2 separate regions of the Rattus norvegicus genome follow, and region 2 is linked to region 1. A link is a contact called in public Hi-C data. All regions are on one chromosome and are shown on one strand. The core of a region is the stretch at or near the end of the contact, and the rest is flanking DNA. Distances in the headings are between cores, read along the strand shown.

What was found. Hi-C and Micro-C count contacts between places; a contact is called where the count stands out from the background.
Region 2: a Hi-C map of liver shows a contact between it and region 1, with 1.8 times the contacts expected there. The contact joins two enhancer-like sites. A contact is called at or near these places in 2 of 12 Hi-C or Micro-C datasets (liver and prefrontal cortex).

Annotation. Positions count from the first base shown.
Region 1 is chr8:84,539,503-84,546,181 of GRCr8, forward strand. No RefSeq gene overlaps it. Among named protein-coding and RNA genes, the nearest start is that of Atosa, 33 kb to the right of the region's middle. Within about 2 kb of position 4,834, at least 11 of the 93 cell types and tissues checked have an H3K27ac peak or open chromatin away from gene starts, as enhancers often do. A contact at or near this core is called in liver, where this site is marked.
Region 2 is chr8:84,621,792-84,629,349 of GRCr8, forward strand. All of the region lies in intron 2 of Atosa (atos homolog A), which reads left to right. Among named protein-coding and RNA genes, the nearest start is that of Arpp19, 35 kb to the right of the region's middle. Within about 2 kb of position 4,625, at least 6 of the 93 cell types and tissues checked have an H3K27ac peak or open chromatin away from gene starts, as enhancers often do. A contact at or near this core is called in liver, where this site is marked.

The DNA.
Region 1 (6,679 bases), core at 3,584-6,083:
CTTCAGCACCTTCCCTCTGCAGGACATGAGGAGTCTCACAGAATGAGTCTGACTGGGCCAGCCACCGTATTGGTCAAGGGGGTCAGCAGAGTGGGTATTGGTACCCGGAGTGGTGGGGCATGTTTCCACAGCCCAATTAAATAACTTATACATAGAGAATTCCTCAGAGATGATCTGTGAGTTGGCGACAACTAGAGGCTTCCAGAACCTTCCAGAATCATCCCCTTGCTTGTCATTCACAATCCAGGATATAAGAAGATGGGAAGTGTGGATATGGCTTGCTATAGAACCACGATCAGGGAATCTCCATGCATGTATCTCATTAATATCCCAACTTTTACCTTGAGTTTTAGCATAAGAGAAAAAGCTGAAATAACAATAATAATAATAATAATAATAATAATAATAATATAAACAATTATCATCATTATTGTTATTGCCAGTAGTCATACCTGAGGCTTGAAATTCTATATGGTTAAGACTACAAACTTGCATTGTGATACTGCATACTTATAGTCCCAGGACATGTGAGGCTGATGCATGAGGATTGTTGAGTTGAAGGGCTATATAATGAGACCCTGCCTCTATATTATTTGGGATTGTATTTCTAGTGCTGTTATGTAAAGGTAACTTTTACTCACCTGATATAATTGTCATCTCAGAGGCTTGCTGCTGAATAAGCTCACCCTTTCTAGTTTTTTCTGAACTCTGGCTGGTTGGTTCAACTCAGCTGTTTTGACTCAAACTCCTCTCCAAGCTGACTGACTTCACTGCCTTCTCTTGGCTTCTCAAGGAATTGTTCTGCCTGGCTTCAAACTAACACTCACAACCTGTTCTAATCTTCTGGCAAATGAACTCAACTCTACTGAAATGCACTCACTCAATGAACTGCTTCAAACTGAACTGAATGAACTGAACGAACTCTCTCTCCCTGCACTGCTCCTTTTTTTTTTTCCTGGAGCTGAGGACCGAACCCAGGGCCTTGCGCTTGCTAGGCAGGTGCTCTACCACTGAGCTAAATCCTCAACCCCTGTGCACTGCTCTTAAATAGCTTCTCTTTCCCATCTACTGTATTATCCTATCTCTGACTCACCCTGTCAAATCTTTCTCTGATTTATCACTTTGTCTGCCCCTCAATTAGACATCACTTTCAAACACAGATGCTTCCTTCTACAAACTAAATTTACCTACATTGTTTGAGATTAAAGGTATGTGCTAAGGGTGTGTGTGTATGTCAGCCAGAGGGATTAAAGGTGTGTCTGTATTCCAGTCAGATCACAGAGACCTAGAAGGTCTTTGGATATGATATCTTCCCAGAGCAGCCATATTGCTGGATTAAAATTCCTCTACATTGTAATTTACTGGTTGTGTGATTTTGGAGAAATTGCTGAACTGAATCAGGACCATGATTTCTTCATCTAAGAAACCAGTAGACTAAAATCCAACTCATTGTGTTGTTAATTAAATTAAATATGTCAATATGTTTAAATTGCTTGATACTACACCACGCATATGACTGACACTACAGAATAGCTTGCTATCTTATCCCCAAAGACCAGCTGAATGAACTCAGACCATGTACCAGTCCCTATTCAGTACATCTGCCATTTTGGTCTCTCTAACTTAAGCTGCAGTTTCTGATTGCCTCCCCGAATATCTAATAAAATTTTATAATTTAATATATGGATACAAAAATATTTGCATACTTAGAATGTATTATTTTATTTGCGGTAGGGTCCCTAGTAACCCAGGCTGGCTTTGAACTCTCTATGTAGCCAAAAATGATTTTGATCCTTCTGCTTCTTCCTTGAGTGTTCAGATCACAAACCACCACACCCAGTTGTTCAGTGCTGAGATCTGATGCACAGCCTCATACACACAAGGCAAATACCTTATCAATTGAGCCAAACCCCCACCCCTCATACTTAGAATATTACACTGCTTCTTAAACTTTCTCAGCCAGTTCTGAGGTATATGTATGTGGGGTGAAATATGCAGGAAAAAGAAGCAAGTTTTATCAGCATAAATATATTTCATTTCCCCAGCTCTTATGTTTCTTCAAGTCATTCATTGCTGATCATAGTTTGATTGATTTCCCTCTTGAGAAGGTCAAGTTCTCAGGAATATTTGATGTCTTAGTTAGAAATGAAGTAGCTGTTACACATTTATTAAAAGTGATCCGGGGACTGGGAGGTGTACGTTGATATTTTTTCCTCAGAAATACTGCTGGCATGCTTACATACTCAACTTGGAATGTGGTTCAAATTAATCTTTTGTGCAGTGATCGATATTCAGTAGGATTTACTCCAAGTACTGAAACTTTAATGTTCCTTCCATTATGTTTACAAATGTAAATCTTAGCAAATCTTTCTGAGGCCATTATAAGATTGCATATCCTCATTGTGGGACACAAGCACACACGGCAACAAGCCAGTAAGCTATGTCAATCAGCTACAGCATTCCTAGGACACATGGGTCAGTCATTCCCAGTCTGGCCCAGCTCCATCACCCATCATAGTGACTTCAGTAGCTTTACCTTTAGGAATCAGGTTTGGAGCAAGTGCAGGGATCCCCTCTGTCCTCTTGTCTAGGGGTCAACAGCAGAGCCAGGCTGATGGCAATAGGTCATCTCTTCCAGCTAAGTCCCAGGAAAGGAAGGCTATCCTCTTCCTCCCTAGGTTCTCCCTCAGATGGATAAGTGAGCAGTTGCACAGCCATGTTCATCTGAGGAGACATTTTGTTTCTTCCTATCTGGACTCCAACACTGAAGAACTTTTCATGAGTAACTTTCTTCAAAGTCTTCATTCCCTCCAACACCCAAATGAGGTGAATGGACTCACCAAGAAAGCTCCAATATCCACACTGACACGTGCCCAGGAGAGTAAGCCCAGGGTGTTCCTCACCACAGCAGTTTTCTTTTGTCCTTCATGGCTGGTATGTAATGCCAGGCCTCCTTCATGCTGAAGGAGAGCTTTCCCACTGAACTTCATCCTCAGCTCAGTGCAGCATTTCCTCATTCATTCATTCATTCATTTTACATCCCTATCATTGCCCCGCCTCCTGGTCCTCCTGCCCACCCCCACAGAGTCCATTCCCTTCTCCTCTGAGAAGGTGGGGGCCGCTGCTAGGTGTCCCCCTCCCCTGGTGCATCACGTCTCTGCAGGGTTAGGCCCATCCTTTACCACTGAGGCCAGACACGGCAGCCCTGAAGAGGATAGGAACTCCACAGGAAGATCAACAGAGTCAAGTAACCTGGATCCTTGGGGGCTCCCGGAGGCTGAGACATATATGGGTTGTACTGAGGCCCTTGACACATATGTAGCAGATGTGCAGCTCTCCACGTCTCCACGTGGGTCTCCCAAGAGCAGGAGCAGGGGCTGTCCCTAAAGCTTCTGCCTGTTGAGGCAGCATTTTAAAACCCTAATTACACATTTGCTGCAATTCTGGAAGCCAAGAGAACACCATCAAAATAAAAACCCAAGCGGAGTTTTCCTGCCCGAGAAACCTATGATCTTACTAGAGAGCCAAATTAGCAATGGGGAAGAACTTGAAAACACTGTGGATGTGAGTGTGTGTGCGTGCTTGTATGTGCTTGAGAGCAGGTCTTGCTACTTGCCCAGGGTGTTCTCAGATTCACTGTGTGACAAAGTCTTGTCTAGAACTCCTGATCCTCCTGACCCACTCTCCTGAGAAGCCGGGATTGCAGGCAGGCACCACCACACCTGGCTTCTGCAAAACCACATTTAATCAGAAACTGCCAGGTGTGTCCAAACTTCTGGCATTGTGAAATGATGTTGTCATCTACCAAGAACTGCCTAGTTAAGTTGCGAAAACAAAACAGAACTCTCAGCGATTTTAGTAAGTTTGTGGTGTGTGAGTCCACACAAGTAGCCATGCACAAGCTAGAGACCCAAATGGAAAGGAGCTTGCCTGTCTTTTGAAACAGATTTAATCATTTTTGACCTCGGTTTCCATGCTGTATATATTTTTTTTTGGTTCTTTTTTTTCGGAGCTGGGGACCGAACCCAGGGCCTTGCGCTTCCTAGGTAAGCGCTCTACCACTGAGCTAAATCCCCAGCCCCCCATGCTGTATATTTTTATTGTTTTGTTCTTAGGCAGCAATCATATTAATCCCTTATCTTTTTAACAATCCTATAACATTCAAATGTAATAGCATGTTATTGCCATTCTTAGTAATATTTCAACATTAAGGCCTGATCATTACTTGGAGTGTTATTATAATATTGCAAGTTCAGGCGGGTCTAGGGGCACAGGGTGTAATCCCAGGTACTTGGGAGGATGAGGTAGGAGAATAACAGGTTCAAGGCCTGTCTGAGCTACAGAGTGGGTTCCAGATCAGCCTGAGCAATCAAGTGAAGCCCTGTCTCAAAGAGGAAAAAGAGGACTGCAAATGTAGCTCATTGAGAGAACCCTTGTCTCAAATGCTCCAGGGCCTAAGCTCAGTCCTTAGTATTACACAAATAAATCAATTATGCTGATAGATGATAAATAATAATAGAAAATAGATGATAGGTAGATAGATAGATAGATAGATAGATAGATAGATAGATAGATAGATAGATAGATAGATAACAATAGAATATTAGAGCTCAGAGATCAGGAAGTCTCTCCAGAGAGGAAAGTGCCGGAATCTTGAACTAGCTTTGAAGGATGTGTACTATTCTGAGGGGCAAAAGGAGCCTTGCTGGGGAGGTGGAAGAGAATGGGAAGAGCAGAGATGAGGAGAGAGGAATGAAGGCTCTGAGGCAAGAGTGGGAAGGCAGTCTAGCCAAGGGGAGGGACTGCCTGAGGGGGAGGGGGAGGGGGAGGGAACACGTGCTTTGATAGTCTGGCCAAGTGCTTTCCTCAGCAGAAAGGCCGTGTGCCCATGAGTTGACAGTAAGAGAGAGGAGAACTTTTCCTTTGTCAAAGACTAAAGGTTTGTTTAGAAAACAGAAATAACTGCAACAGTTAGACCTCCAGGGTGTAGCTGATCTTGGTGGCACATGCCTCTAATCCCAACAATCAAGAGGTGGAATCAAGAGGATCTAGGAGTTCAAGGTCAGCCTCAGCTACATAGCAGGTTCAAAGCTAGCCTAAAACATATATAAGAACTTGTCTTTTTTAAAAAGTCCCATGTTCTAAAAGGTTTTGTTGTCTGACCCTCCCAAGCAACATCTCATTATTCCAGCAAGTAGGGGTGGGGGGGGTCTTCTCTCTAGGTGGTTCTATCAGCCCAGGGCTTTGCAGCTAAACTGCACGAGATAATCCAAATCCACGTGGTACCATTCATCGCCGACACTTTCTCTTAGTTCCTTTAAGTTATCTGTGATCTCATTCCACACAATCAGTGGTCATCTCTATGTCTTCATGCCTGACCTCTGCTGGGTCTGTGACTGGCCCTTACTCATCACTGTTTCACAGAAGGCTGTATTGTCTGTGCAGGGCTGAGAACAGAACTATCTCCCATTCCCAGACAAACGGCTTCAGAACCCTCCCGTCACGTAAACCACTGAGATTGCTCCCATAAGCACCCTGTTCCTTTAAAAAACAAATGTGTCTTTGGTGGCATAAGAGACCTTGGAGTCACATGTCACTGTTCATTATTTTAATTAATTAATGTTTTAATTAATTAAATTTCCCCCTTCAGCTACCCGTGAGATACATGGGAAGGGACGAAGGGCTGCCTGAATCTCACTAGTTCAAAAGGAAGGAACCAGGAGGTGGGTGAGGCAGGAAGCTATAGCCAAGGGGAGACAGTAGAAATTAATCCGAATTCACACTCGTGACAAAACTCCAGCATAGTTAGGTACCCATCAACTCCAGGCTTTTCTCTCTGACTTACAGCCCCCAGGAAATATACATTTTCCTTTTCTTCAATTCACTTAAAAAGGGGTGATGGTGGAAAGATGGCTTGGCCATTAAACTGCTTGCTGCGTAAGTGTGAGGAGGACTTGAAGTTGATCCCTAGAGACCCTTTAAAAAAAAACAACAACAACAATGACGACGATGACAACAACAATGAACCAAAAAACCAAGCCAGTTGTGGGGTGCACACTTGTAATCCCACAGACAAGATGGGCCTATGGCTTGCTGGTTTGATTAGTGAGCTCTGGGTCCATGAGAGACTCTGTCTCAAAAAACCCGGGTGAACAGTTCCTCAAGAATGATACCCAAGGTTAACCTCAAACCCCCACACACACAATATACATCACTTTCTTCTCTTCAACCCAATGGGGCTTGGGGCTCCCAGTAGGAAGGAAGCTCTTGGCTGTTTTCCAGGACCGATATCAAGAGTTTCATGTTGCAAATTACATCTGTCCTCTCTGATGTGGTAGCCAGCCCCATCCTTATAAACAGTGGAGCTCACTTAGAAATCTAGCTTTGGGGCCCCACCTGTTCTGGAATGTTTCAAGAGGATAAAACTGAGCCAGGTATTAGCTGAGGTAATACATCTCTTCTCTTCTACCACCACTGGCCCCAAAGATAGTACCTTCTGCTCACACTTTCTCCTCCGGTAAAGTAGCAGAGTCACGCTGGACTCTTCCCCTTGGGGAGGAGTGACCCGCGTTGGGGACAGATGGGGTGAAGGTCCATTGTCTGTTCACTCTGTCTTGCCGAGAATGTCTGCACCTTGCTCTCTCTGGTTTTGTCCCCATGTACCAGGCAGTGATGACTG
Region 2 (7,558 bases), core at 3,375-5,874, 82 kb after region 1:
TAATAGGGTTATTTGTTTCCCTGCGGTCTAACTTCTTGAGTTCTTTGTATATTTTGGATATAAGGCCTCTATCTGTTGTAGGATTGGTAAAGATCTTTTCCCAATCTGTTGGTTGCCGTTTTGTCCTAACCACAGTGTCCTTTGCCTTACAGAAGCTTTGCAGTTTTATGAGATCCCATTTGTCGATTCTTGATCTTAGAGCGTAAGCCATTGGTGTTTTGTTCAGGAAATTTTTTCCAGTGCCCATGTGTTCCAGATGCTTCCCTAGTTTTTCTTCTATTAGTTTGAGTGTGTCTGGTTTGATGTGGAGGTCCTTGATCCACTTGGACTTAAGCTTTGTACAGGGTGATAAGGATGGATCATTCTTCTACATGTTGCCCTCCAGTTGAACCAGCACCATTTGCTGAAAATGCTATCTTTTTTCCATTGGATGGTTTTGGCTCCTTTGTCAAAAATCAAGTGACCATAGGTGTGTGCGTTCATTTCTGGGTCTTCAATTCTATTCCATTGGTCTATCTGTCTGTCTCTGTACCAATACCATGCAGTTTTTATCACTATTGCTCTGTAATACTGCTTGAGTTCAGGGATAGTGATTCCCCCTGACGTCCTTTTATTGTTGAGGATAGCTTTAGCTATCCTGGGTTTTTTGTTATTCCAGATGAATTTGCAAATTGTTCTGTCTAACTCTTTGAAGAATTGGATTGGTATTTTGATGGGGATTGCATTGAATCTGTAGATTGCTTTTGGTAAAATGGCCATTTTTACTATGTTAATCCTGCCAATCCATGAGCATGGGAGATCTTTCCATCTTCTGAGGTCTTCTTCAATTTCTTTCCTCAGTGTCTTGAAGTTCTTATTGTACAGATCTTTTACTTGCTTGGTTAAAGTCACACCGAGGTACTTTATATTATTTGGGTCTATTATGAAGGGTGTCGTTTCCCTAATTTCTTTCTCGGCTTGTTTCTCTTTTGTATAGAGGAAGGCAACTGATTTATTTGAGTTAATTTTATACCCAGCCACTTTGCTGAAGTTGTTTATCAGCTTTAGTAGTTCTCTGGTGGAACTTTTGGGATCACTTAAATATACTATCATGTCATCTGCAAATAGTGATATTTTGACCTCTTCTTTTCCGATCTGTATCCCCTTGATCTCCTTTTGTTGTCTGATTGCTCTGGCTAGAACTTCAAGAACTATATTGAATAAGTAGGGAGAGAGTGGGCAGCCTTGTCTAGTCCCGGATTTTAGTGGGATTGCTTCAAGTTTCTCTCCATTTAGTTTAATGTTAGCAACTGGTTTGCTGTATATGGCTTTTACTATGTTTAGGTATGGGCCTTGAATTCCTATTCTTTCCAGGACTTTTATCATGAAGGGGTGTTGAATTTTGTCAAATGCTTTCTCAGCATCTAATGAAATGATCATGTGGTTCTGTTCGTTCAGTTTGTTTATATAATGGATCACGTTGATGGTTTTCCATATATTAAACCATCCCTGCATGCCTGGGATGAAGCCTACTTGATCATGGTGGATGATTGTTTTGATGTGCTCTTGAATTCGGTTTGCCAGAATTTTATTGAGTATTTTTGCGTCGATATTCATAAGGGAAATTGGTCTGAAGTTCTCTTTCTTTGTTGTGTCTTTGTGTGGTTTAGGTATAAGAGTAATTGTGGCTTCGTAGAAGGAATTCGGTAGTGCTCCATCTGTTTCAATTTTGTGGAATAGTTTGGATAATATTGGTATGAGGTCTTCTATGAAGGTTTGATAGAATTCTGCACTAAACCCGTCTGGACCTGGGCTCTTTTTGGTTGGGAGACCTTTAATGACTGCTTCTATTTCCTTAGGAGTTATGGGGTTGTTTAACTGGTTTATCTGTTCCTGATTTAACTTCGGTACCTGGTATCTGTCTAGGAAATTGTCCATTTCCTGAAGATTTTCAAGTTTTGTTGAATATAGGTTTTTATAGTAAGATCTGATGATTTTTTGAATTTCCTCTGAATCTGTAGTTATGTCTCCCTTTTCCTACCTCATTTCTTAAGGAAGATGCCACATGACATTTCTTTAGCCAGACAAATACATCAGAAAGCAAATACTCATGAAAACAATAGTTTAATTCATCTTTTAGTTCTTTGTGCAGAAAGGCCACTAAGAAAATCATTCTGACTATCTGAACTAGTAAAGTTATAAGTGTGTTTTAAAGTAAGTGGCCATTGACTATACTGGTTTTGTTGTTTAATATTTGACTGTTAACTAAAAACAAACCTAAGTTTCTACCATAGCAAGGTATGCCAAAAATCAAAGGACAAAGTCTTTTTCTTACTCAGAAGTTTCTGAGGTAAGAATTTTTATTACATTTTGGGGGGGGGTGTTGTTTTGATTACACCGGCTGGGGTTGAGACTCCGTATTTGAACATCTCAGTCGCCTGATTAGGACCCTGGATCTGACCCACAGCACTAGGGAAAGTTCATCTCAGCTTGACCAGTAGTGGAGCTAACATTTTTCTGTGCCTTGGGGTTCTACCAACTATCACACTGTAACAATCCAGGTTCAACATTAATTATAATTTAGGCATCTTATTTAACCCTTTATGCATACAATTAGTCTTTTTTTTTTTTTTTTTTTTTTTTTTGGAGCTGGGGACCGAACCCAGGGCCTTGCGCTTCCTAGGCAAGCGCTCTACCACTGAGCCAAATCCCCAACCCAACACAATTAGTCTTTAAAGTATCATTTATCTGAAGCCAACAGAAGAGAACCAGTGAGATGTCTCAGCATGTAAAGGCACTTACCAGAGAAAAGCCTGAGTTTGATCCCCAGAACCCACAAAAGCACAGTAGGAGGGGAGACTTGACTCCAGAAAATGCCCTCAGATCTTTACATATGTGGTGTGGCACACACAGCGTGCACTCAGGCACACACCCCCCACACACACACACACAGCAAAACCAAATGAAATTGAATAAAAACAATGCAGCCAGCAGAACTCATGACAAGCTGCAGGTTTCTTAAACAATACCTTATTTCTTACACACACACACACACACACACACACACACACACACACACAAAACCCTTCAAAAAACAAACAAACAAACAAAAAAGGAACAAGAGAACATCTAAATTCTTTAAGACTAGGTCTTGTTGATAGTTGTTCCAGAGAACTTTCTAGAACTCACACCATAAAAAATAAGTCAGAGTTGATAATTATAATAAATGTAAGCTTGGACAAATGACTTTAAAATTTCTTCTTCTCACCCACAAAGGAGAGAAGTAGTTTCCAGTGGTATTTATTTTAAATTTAATTGTTATGCTGTGCCACTTATGTGTATGGCAATATTCTAAAAAAATATTTTTACAAATAACCCTTGCAACTTCAGTCTGCAAGATGTTACAATCTTAGCTTAATTAAGTGGGAAGGTGGTTAGGAAGCTGACTCTGAAGGTTAAATACTTGGTCACAAATGTGTGGACCAGAGTTCAGAGCACCAACACCCTGGCAGGAAAGCTGGTGACCTGCCGGATGCTGGGTACTGACAGCCACCTGCAGAGCCAGTTCAAGAGGTGGAGACAGCAGATCCCTCGGGCGAGTTACATCCCCTCAATGGCAGAGCCTACTCAGAAAAAGTAGAGAGAAGCTGAGGAAGAAACCCAGCTCCACCTCCGTCCCCACACGCACCTTCACACACGTGAGCACTCATACACATGCAAAGATATAGAGATTAATGAGGGGAAAGCCAGAATAGAGGAGTTATGTATGGGGCTAGGGAGGTGACTCTGTAGTTTAGAGAGGACCAGAGTTTAGTTCCCAGAACCCGTGCTGGGTCAGTCACAACTGCTTGTAACCTCAGCTCCGGTGGAGCCAGCCTCCATTTCTGGCTTCTGCAGGCACCCGCACTTACCCTCACATGCCCACACAGATGTAACTTTAAAAATTAAATCTCTACGCTGTCCAGTGGTCCACGTGTCTTTAATTCCAGCACTTAGGGGCAGAGGTAGGTGGACCTCTATGAATTGAGGACAGCGTGGTTTACAGCGTGAATTCCAGGACAGCCTAGACTGCACAGAGAAACTGTGACTCAAACCAAAAGCAAAACAAATCCTAAAAGAAAAATAAAGCAAGAGTAAATCAATCCATGATGTTTATTATGGCTGTTTCTCATAATCATGTCTTGATAAAATTTTTAAGGTTTATATAATTTTTTTTCAAAAATACTAGTATTATGTGTGTACGTGCAGTGTGCATGAGAGAGAGGTTGTGTGTGTTTATGTGTGTGTGTGTGGGTGTGTGTGTGTGTGTGTGTGTGTGTGTACATGGTATATAGACAGAGGCTAGAGAACAAGTGTGGGTGGTTGTTTCTCTTTGTTCACATTTTGGTGGGCTCCAAGGATGCGGGATTAAGACGCTCACTGTGAGGAAGCAGAGGGTTCTGCATGCTACCGAGCTGTCAAGACAGTACTGGGTCAGTCCACCTGCAGTGTTGATTGGTTTCTTCAGCCTTTCTTTTTGCCTGGTCAGTGCTCCAAATTTTGGAGAGGGTTGTCTGTCCATGGAAAATGGTGTCATGGACCCATGTGGATGTGGAAGGCATGACTCTGGGTTGCATGCCAGTGTCTGGCAACAGCCATCACTGCGTCAGTGACTTATGCAAGCTCTGGGAAGAGAAGGAAGCCAGTAAAAGGGCAATGTGGAGAGCAGGTCGGAAAGAGGCCTTTTACAGATGAGACAGGGTGTCTTCACAAACCTGTGGGTAGATGAAAAGGAGAGGGGAAAGCACACCTGACGCATCAGAGAGAGAATGGAAGGACACGAGCTCTCTAGATAGGACTTTGTCTGGGATGGAGAGATCATGAGGGGAGCTGCGAATGCTGAGTTGACCTGGCACTCAGGCAGCATCCATATCAGAGCCCATGCCATCATCCAGCTAGAGCAGCTGGCTCTGTGACAGCTCTGGCCAAGTGTCAGGCTTGAGGGTCTATAAGTGGATCATCAGGAAGCCGACAGCTGAAGAAAAGAGATAACCAAACCTTTGTACCTGAGGATTCAGTCGAGCGGGTCTTCAGTAAAACAGATCTCCACTAAGGTGGGAGATGAACAGGGTCCCTCAGCCTCTACCACTGTGCTTGTAGTCTGACCACGAGCTAGGGCTGGTCTGCTGCTCTGGAGAGCCATGCTCTTGAGGTTCTGGACTGGAGCCCACTCCAACTAGAAAAGTAAGCAGCTTAGGCATAGCAAAAGCTCTAGACACTTGGGGAGATCCAGGGATGAAGCAGGCCACCTCAGCACTAGATATGCAAGGACTGGCTGCTGACAGTTCAGGGACAGTGTCTGAGGGCTTATTTGGAGGTTGAATTAGACTTTTTCAGGATTCTTTCAGCTCCAAGAGTCTGTGCATCTCTGCTCTTCAGAAGCAGCGGAGCTGGCTCATGGCCAGCAGACCCAGCATTTGGGAGGTAGAAGAGGGAAGACCAGAAAGTTAAGTATAGCCTTGACTATATACAATGAGTTTGAGGCCAGCCCAGACTAAATGAGGACTTGTCTTTTAAAAAAAAATAATTCTTGGGGCTGGGGATTTAGCTCAGTGGTAGAGCGCTTACCTAGGAAGCGCAAGGCCCTGGGTTCGGTCCCCAGCTCCGAAAAAAAAGAACCAAAAAAAAAAAATAATTCTTAAATCAACAGCAAAAACCTAACAAACAAACAAACAAACAAACAAAAGAAAGGAGAGGTAGAAGAGCTCAGGGGAAATCTTAGGGGAGATCACAAAGTGAGCAGTCTCTCTGACTGCACCAGAACCTGCCGTGCACACACATTGCTGCCTTTGCACCCTGAAAAAACCCCACACAGTTGGGCAGCACACAGCTCTGTGTCGACAAACGGAGGAGGAGTGTCCTTCCCAAGGCTGGCTGGACTTCTACACATGCTGTTTGACTTATTTCTATAGCCTGCCAAGATAGTAGAAAGATTCCAGGCCACTCAAACCACAGAGTAAAGTGGAAAAGAGGCCAGGGAAAAACCTGGGAGATTGCTAAAAAGATCATTTATTTAAGATAACACTGTTTTATCTTCAGAGGGGGCAGGCTGTTAATATGAATCAAAATTGTTCATTTGTGAGTTTATCCCAGCCTTAGCGAGTTCATTAAGCTGGATGTTCAAGCATATTAGTTTTCAAGCATATTTATAAAGATTGTTCTATTTAGAAAACAGCTGGATCATCCTAAACATCCAACAGTATGGTACCGATTAAATAGTTTATGCTATAGGTCTATCTAAATAAAAATAGAGGCCTACATTTGAGAAGGAAAATTGTCTACTAGATAATTAAAACACATTTTTTAAAAAAGATAGAAAGTAAGGGGTCGACAAAATGGCTCTGCAAATAAAGGTACTTGCCAGCAAGCCTGATGGCCTGAGTTCAATCCTGGGACCTCACATAGTGAAAAGAACAAATTTGTCCTCTGACCTTCTGTTTGCACGCTGGCATACACCCCTGCTCCATGGGTACCTACACACATGCACATGCACAAATAAAGTCATAGGATGTAACAGAAAACGTAAAGGTAGGAGTGATGACCGATGATCATATGTCTCCAGGTTTATCTGTAAATACTCCTTGATTTATGATCTAATTCCATCCCCAAAGGAGATTTGAGACCCTCTCTTTTCCAGTCAGCTCATTATTATAATTTATAGTCCCATTTCCAGGAATAATTCTGTATCACAAAAATACCAAATGAATAAAAGCATGTGTCAGATATATATTATTTTCATTTTTAAGAAACAAAAGTATGTAATAGGAAATTTTATGGCCATTGTGAACAACCACATTATTATGGTAGTTAGGGCCTGGTTTCTAGGGTCAAATCGTGTATCCAAGTTGCAGATTGACTGGGGTGAGCATGTGTCAGCTCCCTGCCCTAGCTCCTTGCCCTTGCTTTGACTGCCTGTAAGATGCAGGTAGGCGTCCTCATCCTACAGTGCCATGAGGACTGAGCTTATCTAGACCAAGGACTTAGAAGTAAAGATGCTTGCTGCCAGTAAAAACCACCGTCCTAAGTGTTAGCTGTCATCTTCCTGCCTCAGCCTCTTCAGTGCTGGGAACTTTAGGCCTCAGCTACACCTTCAGTCAGGAAAAGGTTTGTTACTTATTAGTTTTTGCATTTTGAGACAGGGTCTTCTATAACCAAAAGTAGCCTGGAACTCACTGTATAGCCTAGGCTGGCCCTAAACTCACAACAGTCCTTGTCTTAGCCTTCCGAGTGCTGTGAATATTGCCCCCAGCTGTCATGAGTTCCTATTGAGTACTTTAGAGGTTTATCTCAGTGACGGAGTGGATAGGAATGGTGCTGCACAACTGCAGTCTCGGAACCTAAGAGCCAGAGAGGATAGAAGTTCAAGACCAACTTACACCACTTGGTGAACTTGACGCCAGGCTGGGCTGTATGAAACCTTATCTCCAAACAATTAATTCATTAAAAATTAATGAGCTACGGATATAGCTCAGTTGTAGAGCACTTGTTGACATCACTTGTTGATGAGGATGAAACGCTGACCTAGTAGTATGTAGCCCTG